Linked DNA regions of Sparus aurata: region 2 is linked to region 1. The links are chromatin contacts, called in public Hi-C maps. All regions are on one chromosome and are shown on one strand. Each heading gives the region's core, a stretch centred on a gene start, on an enhancer-like site or on the middle of the called end of the contact. The rest is flanking DNA. Distances are from core to core; before and after follow the strand shown.

The links. Hi-C and Micro-C count contacts between places; a contact is called where the count stands out from the background.
Region 2: a contact with region 1 is called in a Hi-C map of an unstated tissue, with 13 times the contacts expected there. The contact joins the promoter of LOC115580887 here to the promoter of myzap in region 1. A contact is called at or near these places in 2 of 2 Hi-C or Micro-C datasets (skeletal muscle and an unstated tissue).

The regions. Positions count from the first base shown.
Region 1 is chr4:26,290,900-26,295,296 of fSpaAur1.1, forward strand. It overlaps myzap (myocardial zonula adherens protein), which reads right to left and starts at 2,123. Exons shown (of 14, transcript XM_030415157.1): 1 at 1,609-2,123; 2 at 836-916. The coding sequence starts at 1,686.
Region 2 is chr4:26,429,390-26,433,786 of fSpaAur1.1, forward strand. LOC115580887 reads left to right here and starts at 2,121. Exons shown (of 12, transcript XM_030415611.1): 1 at 2,121-2,696; 2 at 3,867-3,962; 3 at 4,242-4,397. The coding sequence starts at 2,346.

The DNA.
Region 1 (4,397 bases), core at 873-3,372:
GTCGAGTGTGCAGAGGCCCGGTAACTGGACGAACACCACACTCCTTGGCCAAGGTTCATTCAAAACACACCACCGTGCTCCTCTGTGCACAGTTAAGAGGAACCAAAACCTTCTTGGTGCCAACAATAAGTGAAGTCACACAGTTCTCACACTCACACTGACATCAGCCTCTGGACTGCAAATGCTGAACACAAACAAAGGCAGGGGCAGAGCCACCTACAACAAACACGCACACATGGAAACTCAATGACAAATTCACATAGGAACAGGTACTGTACAGAATAATAACTTCAACAAGCAAATACCATTTTTATGAGCTAGTTCGGTTTGTTTGGTCACCGATGTTTGAGTCAACAGTGTTCCAGCTCTCAGGAGTCTCAGGTGTCTCAGTTAGATATCAAACATATTGTCTGTTCGGTGAAAGTATGTAAAATATGTTCCATTGTAAGGAATAGATTTACTATACGTGCAGTTGGAGCCGAGCTTTGAAGTAAACGTGAAACAGCTGTGTGTGCATTATCACAGTCACACACACACGCACACACACACACCCTCCTGCCATGATTGTGTAACTGGTCAAGATGATAAAATAAAGCAGATAAATCTCAGTTGCCCCGCCGTCTTTGTATTTTCCAATTGATTGCTGTTTTATTGTTTGCCATTTCTAAGAGTCTCAGTGTGTATGTGTGTGTGGCTGAAGAGGGAAATTGAGGATTAACTGAACTCTACTCATTAAAGCCTTTACCTATCTGAGCAGAGCTGTCGGGAGAGACGTATGGGCAGGATGTTGCTGGTTAATTGGAGGAATTTCAATGAGGGAGATAACACGACTTACCGTGTCTGAGTTTGCATTTTTGGGCTCCTTGTTTTCCGTATCCCCCGCGTGTAGGGTTAACCTGAGGCGCCTGATCCTCCTCTGCGAAGAACAAACAGACAAAAGGCAAATAAAAGACGTTCTATAGGCAAATGATTCTTTGAATTATGTCATCAGAGAGGGGCTGAAACTCAAACACCTATGAAACTGCGGTGGTTGGCGGCTCCCACAGACCTCAACTGTCCACCACCACCAGCAAAGGTTTATTTATAGACCAACAGAGCTGCAAAGTTTATGTAAATGCTGTGCTATGGTTACAGTAATATTGACACCACAGTGAGCGCTTTGTTTGGCTGTGTTACAAACAAACATTTTGCACAATTAAGATTATTTTCGAAAAAACACTCCTGCAGTTATGAAACCCATATCATGGTGACTTTACTGGATAATAAAGGGTTCTTTCTTCATGAGAAAACAATGGGAATATCTTTAAAGGCCAGTTTGTAGCACAAAGGCCTGTTATATCAGAGAGCTGTTCAAATAAACATGACAGCCCTGCCTGCTGCACACCCCCGTTCCCATTACGTGCTCTTGTAAGTGAACACATCCTATAACAAACATGAACTTTGCAGACACTAAAATGCTAGCCGGGGACATCTGTCTTGCTGACAAGAAACAGACGAGAAACAAGTGGCTGCAGAGTCAAAAAAGACGAAGAGGGAGGGGAGAAACACAGAACTGTTTGCAAAACACAGAAGAAGAGTTTAGTGTCTGACTTCTCTGGGGCTTCTTACCTCACTGAAAGACTCTGGAGAGTCCTCTGTTGTGGTGGTAGTGGTGGAAACATTTCGTCCTGAGCCGTAGCGAAGCATGTCTCCTCTTCTGTCCACTCCTTTGCGTTTCTTCCTCTCCCTCTCTGGACCTCCTCCCACCCTTCCTCTCACTCTCCTTCCTGAGTTCTGCTCAAACTCTCAGAGCGACCATCTGCCCCCGGCTCCAGCCAGGGAAGAGGAGGGGAAATTCCACTCTGTCACTCTGTCTGATGGTGGTGGGAGTCCACAGAGGTCCCCCTGAGGTTCCCTCTCAGTCCAGTGAAAGGATCAGATGCAAACCAGCTCCACACTCAGCAACACAAACACAGCTATGTCATTGTTTTAGTTCCGGCAAGACGGCTCCTTAATCCACCTGGCTGACAGGCTTGTCAGTCACGCAGCAACCTCCCTGCCTCACTCCCTTTCACACTGACTCTCTCTGAGTTCCCATCAGACCTGTCAGGCCACATTTCAGCTGCCTCCCTGTCCTGTGCCTCCCGCCTGAGAGCAGGACTTTCACATGCAGGGCGGCTCCTCTTACTTGGGCTGGGACAGGTGGAGCACTTCTTATCAACAGGAGTGGCTGATAGGTGGAGCTGGCCTCTGCTGTACTTTACACTGCAGTGAAAAGATGAGGAGTTTGACAATATCTTCCTGTTGTGGTTCCACATGCTTAAATGTGTTAGTCTTAATAGAGCTATAGTAACTGTAAAATATATTTCTAATGCATCATTTGGTCTATTTCATAGTTCTAATGAGCATAAATCTTTGTTTTTGTCTACAGCTATGCAGTGGTGGTATTGTACGTTATATATTTAATATCAATTGATATTTACGGTGTTTCCATTGTATCCTACTTTCTGCCTCTATTCCACTACATGTCACAGGAAAATATTGTACTTTGTACTTATAGACTGATCTATCCAACGTGTTCATAAAGTAGGGTAACACTTAGTAACACTCAATTAAACTTTAGTTAACAATTATTTCACTGTTAACAATGAACTGCTTTATAAACCATTTACTAAGCAATTGTAAAGGTTTATAAGCATCAGTTGAAACCTTATAATTAAAGCAACATTATGTAACTTATTACCTGAAGATAACACCTTCATAATCATTTTGATGGTGCAGTGTCTTGTATCAGGATGAATGCTCTTTCTGTCGCTATCTCTGTCAAAGTGAGAGATTAGTATCACAGCGTTACAGAGATGTTTACTTCAAGATACAACTTATCAACACAACAACATTGTTATGATGTAATACATTTTCTTCGTAGACACTTTGAACAATATAGTACTGCATCCATATCAATACATCAATAATAATGAATCTGTTAGGTATTTATATTAAACTGATATTGTAGGGATCCGTCTGCATAGTACATGTGTAATAATACACCATGATTTTCATGATTGCACATATAAAATGTCATACCAATAAAGTCTATTGAATTGAATTGAAAATGTAGTACTTTCCCCTCCAATAGTTGGTGTACATTTGCTCTCTGTATTATTGCTGATACTTCTAATACTTTAGTCAAATTTTGAACATAGTATTTTTCCTTATGTGGTACTTTTACTTACATTACGAAAAGTGTAAAATTTGTATATATATTTGAATAAAGTCAGTTCATACTGAAGGTGCAGGAGGTGTCTTGCAGCTCACGAGCTGCTTTACTCAGTAAATTATTAATACTGTTGATAGTGGATAGTGATGAAGAGGAAGACAACACGCAAACATTATTTTTTAATGTTATTGTCACCTCCTGCTTCACAACCATCATGTGGTTCAAAACACTGGGCTCATGCTCGCCCGTTTACACTTCTTCATCGTGCTCAATATCTTGAAGGAACAGACAGACAGCCAGATCACATTCCTCATCTGAATGGCCTGCAGTCACTCCCTTTTAATAGAAACTAGAGACGTAGAATAGAGAATCAAGTTTAAAGGTCTGAAGCTGCCGAGCAAGCCGTACATTACTTTTGAACAAAGGGCTGCTGTTAGTTAATGTCAAAATACGTCAGTATATGTGAAAAGAAAGATTCTCAGAACAACGTAAGAGGTATGTCTACAGGCTGGAGGTGTTAATTAGTAACCAGACATCAAACAGCTAGTGTTTCTTTACTTCTGCAATCAGTGAGTCGGTCACACAGCCGGGCCTCTGTCCAAGCCCAGCGTCACGTGGAAATCCATGTGGAAATCCTCTCCCATAAACATAACATCCACTTCCTGTCGTGATTGTACCCTCACTGCTCTATGATCAGATATGGATGCAAAGCTAAATTAATTACAGAGAGCCAGTCAGACAGACAGACAGTAGATGAATGACAGAACCATGTATCACATCTACTATATTCCTTAGTAAAGCTTCTGTATGTTGACTCACAGGCAGCAACATGTAGAAAGCAGATCATGTGTCGGAGTACATTTACACAAGTAGAGTGCTTCAGTTCACATTGGAGGCACTTGAACTTTAATTGAATATTTCGATTTTCTGCAACGTTATTCTGTTACTGTAATTCAGAGGGAAATATATCATAAATATGGCAGCCACAGGTTTCACTCTCAGAGGGTGAAATCTGGCATGTTGGTCAGGTGTGTCTGTGTGCGAAGGTGTGTGTTAGTGCTTGTGTCAATTGGATAAATAGGGGTGTGGCAGTGGGAGGAGTCTGTCTCATAAATGCCCACAAGTTTCAGTTGGATTCATCAACTTGCACAAGAGTTTGTGTAAAGGTAGGTCATGAGCCAAAGGACAGCTCGTTAATTTT
Region 2 (4,397 bases), core at 871-3,370, 140 kb after region 1:
GTTCAAGGATCACAGTTCAAAAACTACACATCATAGGAAAAAAGTTCAAATACAACAAAAATACTCAAGACCTGTGCCTACATTTTAAAGCTGGAATGGTGTTTCTAGCTGAATGTATGCCAGAGCAGGAGATGTTTGAAAAACATTGCAGATTTGCGAGTTTTTTGACCTCATCCCATTCATTCCTTATGGGAAGTGTCTCGCAGCTGTTCGCGTCTTACGACGCGAAAGATTAATATTCTAGAAAACTGAATTATTGCATACAGAGTCCGATCAAGCCGCACATTGAATGAGTGAAAAAATGATCGTTTAATGTAGTTTAAATGTTGGGAAATATACTGTGTGTGTGCGTCTGTGTGCATGTGAGAGCACGCTTAAGCAGCTCTGTGTGTGTGTGTCTACATGTCGCTCTGTCTGTCAGTCCGTCTGATGTGTGTCTCCTGTCTGTCTGTCTGTCTGTCTGATGTGTGTCTCCTGTCTGTCTGTCTGTCTGATGTGTGTCTCCTGTGTGTCTGTCTGTGTGTCTGTCTGATGTGCGTCTCCTGTGTGTCTGTCTGTCTGTCTGTCTGTCTGTCTGATGTGTGTCTCCTGTGTGTCTGTCTGTCTGTCTGTCTGTCTGTCTGATGTGTGTCTCCTGTCTGTCTTTCTGTCTGTCTGATGTGTGTCTCCTGTGTGTCTGTCTGTCTGTCTGTCTGTCTGTCTGATGTGTGTCTAGTGTCTGTCTGTCTGTCACTCTCTCTCTTGGCCCAGCTGTTTTTGGTTGCTAGGTGACCGTTGGCAAGGGCCGTAGCAGCGGCCTGTGAGGGAGCTGATTTGAGAGCAATTTCTGCCTCACATCTAGGACGTCAAACTAGTGCTATTTGGTCAAAATCTTACATGATATCAAGAATTTTTTTTCACGATCGAGCCAGAAAGGCCTTAAAGAACACACTCATTAAGTTTTGTGGTCCTAGCTTCAGAAATGTGGAAATGGCAGCGAGTTAAAAAAGCGTGCAGTTTTGGAAATCCTTCTCCCGATTTACATTGGAGTAAATGGAGCATTTCAGAGCTACTCTTGTCGGTTAGCGGTCGATAATTTAAAAACCGTAAATCCTACCGATAAAGTGGACACATTGGGAGAAAGAAGACAAGTGTGGCTACAACTCTGGAAAGTATCACTGTTTTTGAGCCTAATTTGTGGCCAGGATCGTCACGGAAAGAGAAAATCTCTGAGCGAATTTTTGAATCTCGCTCACTCTGTCAGTTGGTCCTCTCCACTGTGCTGCACGAACATTCCGCCATACACACTCATTGAAAACCCTGAATTTCTCCAAAATCACTCACCGCCATTCAAGGGTCACAGTTCAAAAACTACACATCGTAGGAAAAAAGTTCAAATACAACAAAAATACTCAGGACTTGTGCCTACATTTTAAAGCTGGAATGGTGTTTCCACGAGAACGTATGCCCGAGCAGGAGATGTTTGAAAAACATTGCAGATTTGCGAGTTTTTTGACCTCGTCCCATTCATTCCTTATGGGACATTTGTCGCAGTTTTTCGCGACGTACGTCGCGAAAAATTCATATTTTCCTGAGAAAAATAATAGCATACCGAGTCCGCCCGAGTCGCACGTTTTGATGTATTTTTTGTTGGTATTCGCTCAACGGTGCGGGGCGTGAAAAGTACCAAAAAAAGGACGGTAGAAGAAAAATAATAAAAAGAGGCGCGAGCAATAACAACAGCCCACTATGGACACCTATAGCTCTGCTATAGAGGTGTCCATAGTGGGCTGGCGAGCACAGCCCACTAATGAGTCCAATAAAATGGAAAATATGAAATAAGGGTTAAGATAATATGAGAAATATTTTTTATACACTCTTTTGCATTTGGAGCTTGAAGTCAAATAAGTAATTTGACAAGAAATTAGCACAATATCAAACCGGAAGTTGTCCAACTATTTCAGCCATGTTTTTAAACCGTTGTCAGTGGATAGAGGTCAGTTGCCATGGAGACGGTTGAGCTGTTATAACGTGACCAACATTTTGGCGTGTTCAAAATGGGAAACCCTGTGATTTGTTCTTTTTTTATTATTTCAGGTAAGTAGCTATCACAAGTAAAGTTATTTTCCTCCTCTCAACTTAACTTTTTCTCGTAAAAAAAAACAACCAAAAAACCCTGGTGACTACGTTTCCCAAAATGCAAAGCGCGACACTCCTGTGTGTTTACGCTCCGCTGTCACGTTCACCAATCTCAGCAGCGGCAGACTGCTGGTCACTGTGCTTCAATTCAGACATGGTGGCAGCCGTCAGTCAGTAAGACAACTCCTCGTTTCTTCTGCACCGGGGTCGGTGTTATCAGTGTAACGATGCCGGGGATGTGCTCTGTTCCGGGCTGTAAGGGCTACAGGAAGGCCAGGTCCCGGGGAGTCGTCTTCCACTCTCTGCCTACAAGAGACCCGGGCCGATGCAGAAAGTGGTTAAAGGCCATACAGAACCCCAAATTTGACGAAAACACGCCAGTCAGTAAATACGGCAACATAAGAGTCTGTAGCCAGCATTTTAAACCGGAAGATTACGAGCCGGACATACAGGCAGAACTTATGAAAACAACGCCCAGAAAGATCCTCAAGTCCCACGTTATCCCATCTGTGTTCTCTGGAAGACAACAAGAGGACGTGAACACCTCTCTGCCCGCTGACGACAGCAGCCGAACAGAGGTAAATCATTTACTTCACCTGGAGTTTTAAACATAACGTTGGCTAGAAACCCCTAATGTGTGGTTTAGAGCAGAGCTGCCGCTGAGGAGAGCTAGGACATCCATTGTGGTGGAAAGGTAAAGTGTAACCTGGTGCATGGTGACAGGAGAAAACGTCAACCCGTACGTCAACCCCAGGAAGTGCCTCACAGCATGTAGGGAAAGTGGTGGTGGGGGAGCTGGGGATTTAAGTTGAATGCACTAGACTTTATAGGCATGCAGGCACTTCTCAATAACTATCAATGATTTTCTGTGAAGAGCCGCATCTCTTCCTCTGACCCTGAAATGCCATAACGACATAAACTGTCAGTGTTGTCTGTCCTACTAACATCAGTGAAAGGGAGCGCAAACCAGCGTAATCAATTAGTAAAATGCATAAGCGAATGTAGTCTTGTGAATTAATTGCAAATTGAATAGCATGTAAAAGTTATTGAAGTTTGAACATGATAACTCTGTTTAAATGGATATTGCAACAGTCTTTCTGTTTGTTCCACTTACAAACATCTCTTGCTGAAACTTTCTTTATTCTACAATAATATAGTTGGTTGTTGAGTGTCAGTCACTGTCACTTTGGGCTGGTACTTGGCTGAACTACCACCCCAAAGCGTTGACTCAGCAATCAACCATCTTTCCAGAATCACTTTTTGCATCTATTTATTTGGAATGAGAGGTCTGTTTTTAAGAAAATACTGTAAATCAGGAGCTTGTTTACATCATTGTGACATTGTGAACTGACAAGGAACTGCCATGCCCTTTGAGGCTGTCCCTTGTTCATGCTCACATAGGACTGCAATCTTTCGCCCACTTACTATTTGGGACCCAGCTTGGTTAAACTCTGTGTATAAATTTAGATCACTAAAGGAGTAAGCGGGACCACAGCTGAGAGAAGGAGAGGAGTCGAGATACATAACTGAGGTTCTATTTGGTATAAGGTTTGCTCAGAGCGTGCAATACATGTGTGGAAAACTTGGGTTGGGAAAGGTTGGTGTTACTTTTATAACTGCTACAGTGAGCCGTCGATACAAGTTAGCACAAGCAGCAGGTGCCATATGTTACGTAATTGTTCTAATATGGAATTGGGTGGGAAATGACTGACTACCAAAACATTTTATTTATTTATTTTTTTAATTAGGCCAAGGCTCCCAGTACAGCTGCTCAAGCTTCTTCCTCAGTGGTTTCCTGTTCCAGCATTGATAGCGTTTTGGAAAGGGACTCTGTGTTAACCTCAGTAAGTATGATGTAATACAGCTGTGTTCCTAGTATTTGATGTTTAGTTCTTGATTTTAAACATTTTTTACACCAGTGCTGTAGGTATAACACATAACATCTGAAGCATTATTTCTGTGTAAATGAGTAATACATGCAGTCCAAGGTAATGTTTGTTGGTAAAACATTTTTATTTTTATTTATTTATTTATTTTTAAATAAATTTTTTCATTGTAAAATCCTATTCAGATTAGTTTCTCACACAGTATCTTTACACATTTTTGAACATCTGTTGTCCCAGATTGCCACAGGAGCTCCAAGCACCTCATCCCAGTCCCCTCCACCAGCTGAACTCAGCAAAAGTTTGTGCAATATTGCATCTGTGGATAGACTGAGAGAACAAAAGAGAGAGACTGAATTAAACTCAACAGTGACGTCAAAATCAAATAAGAACACA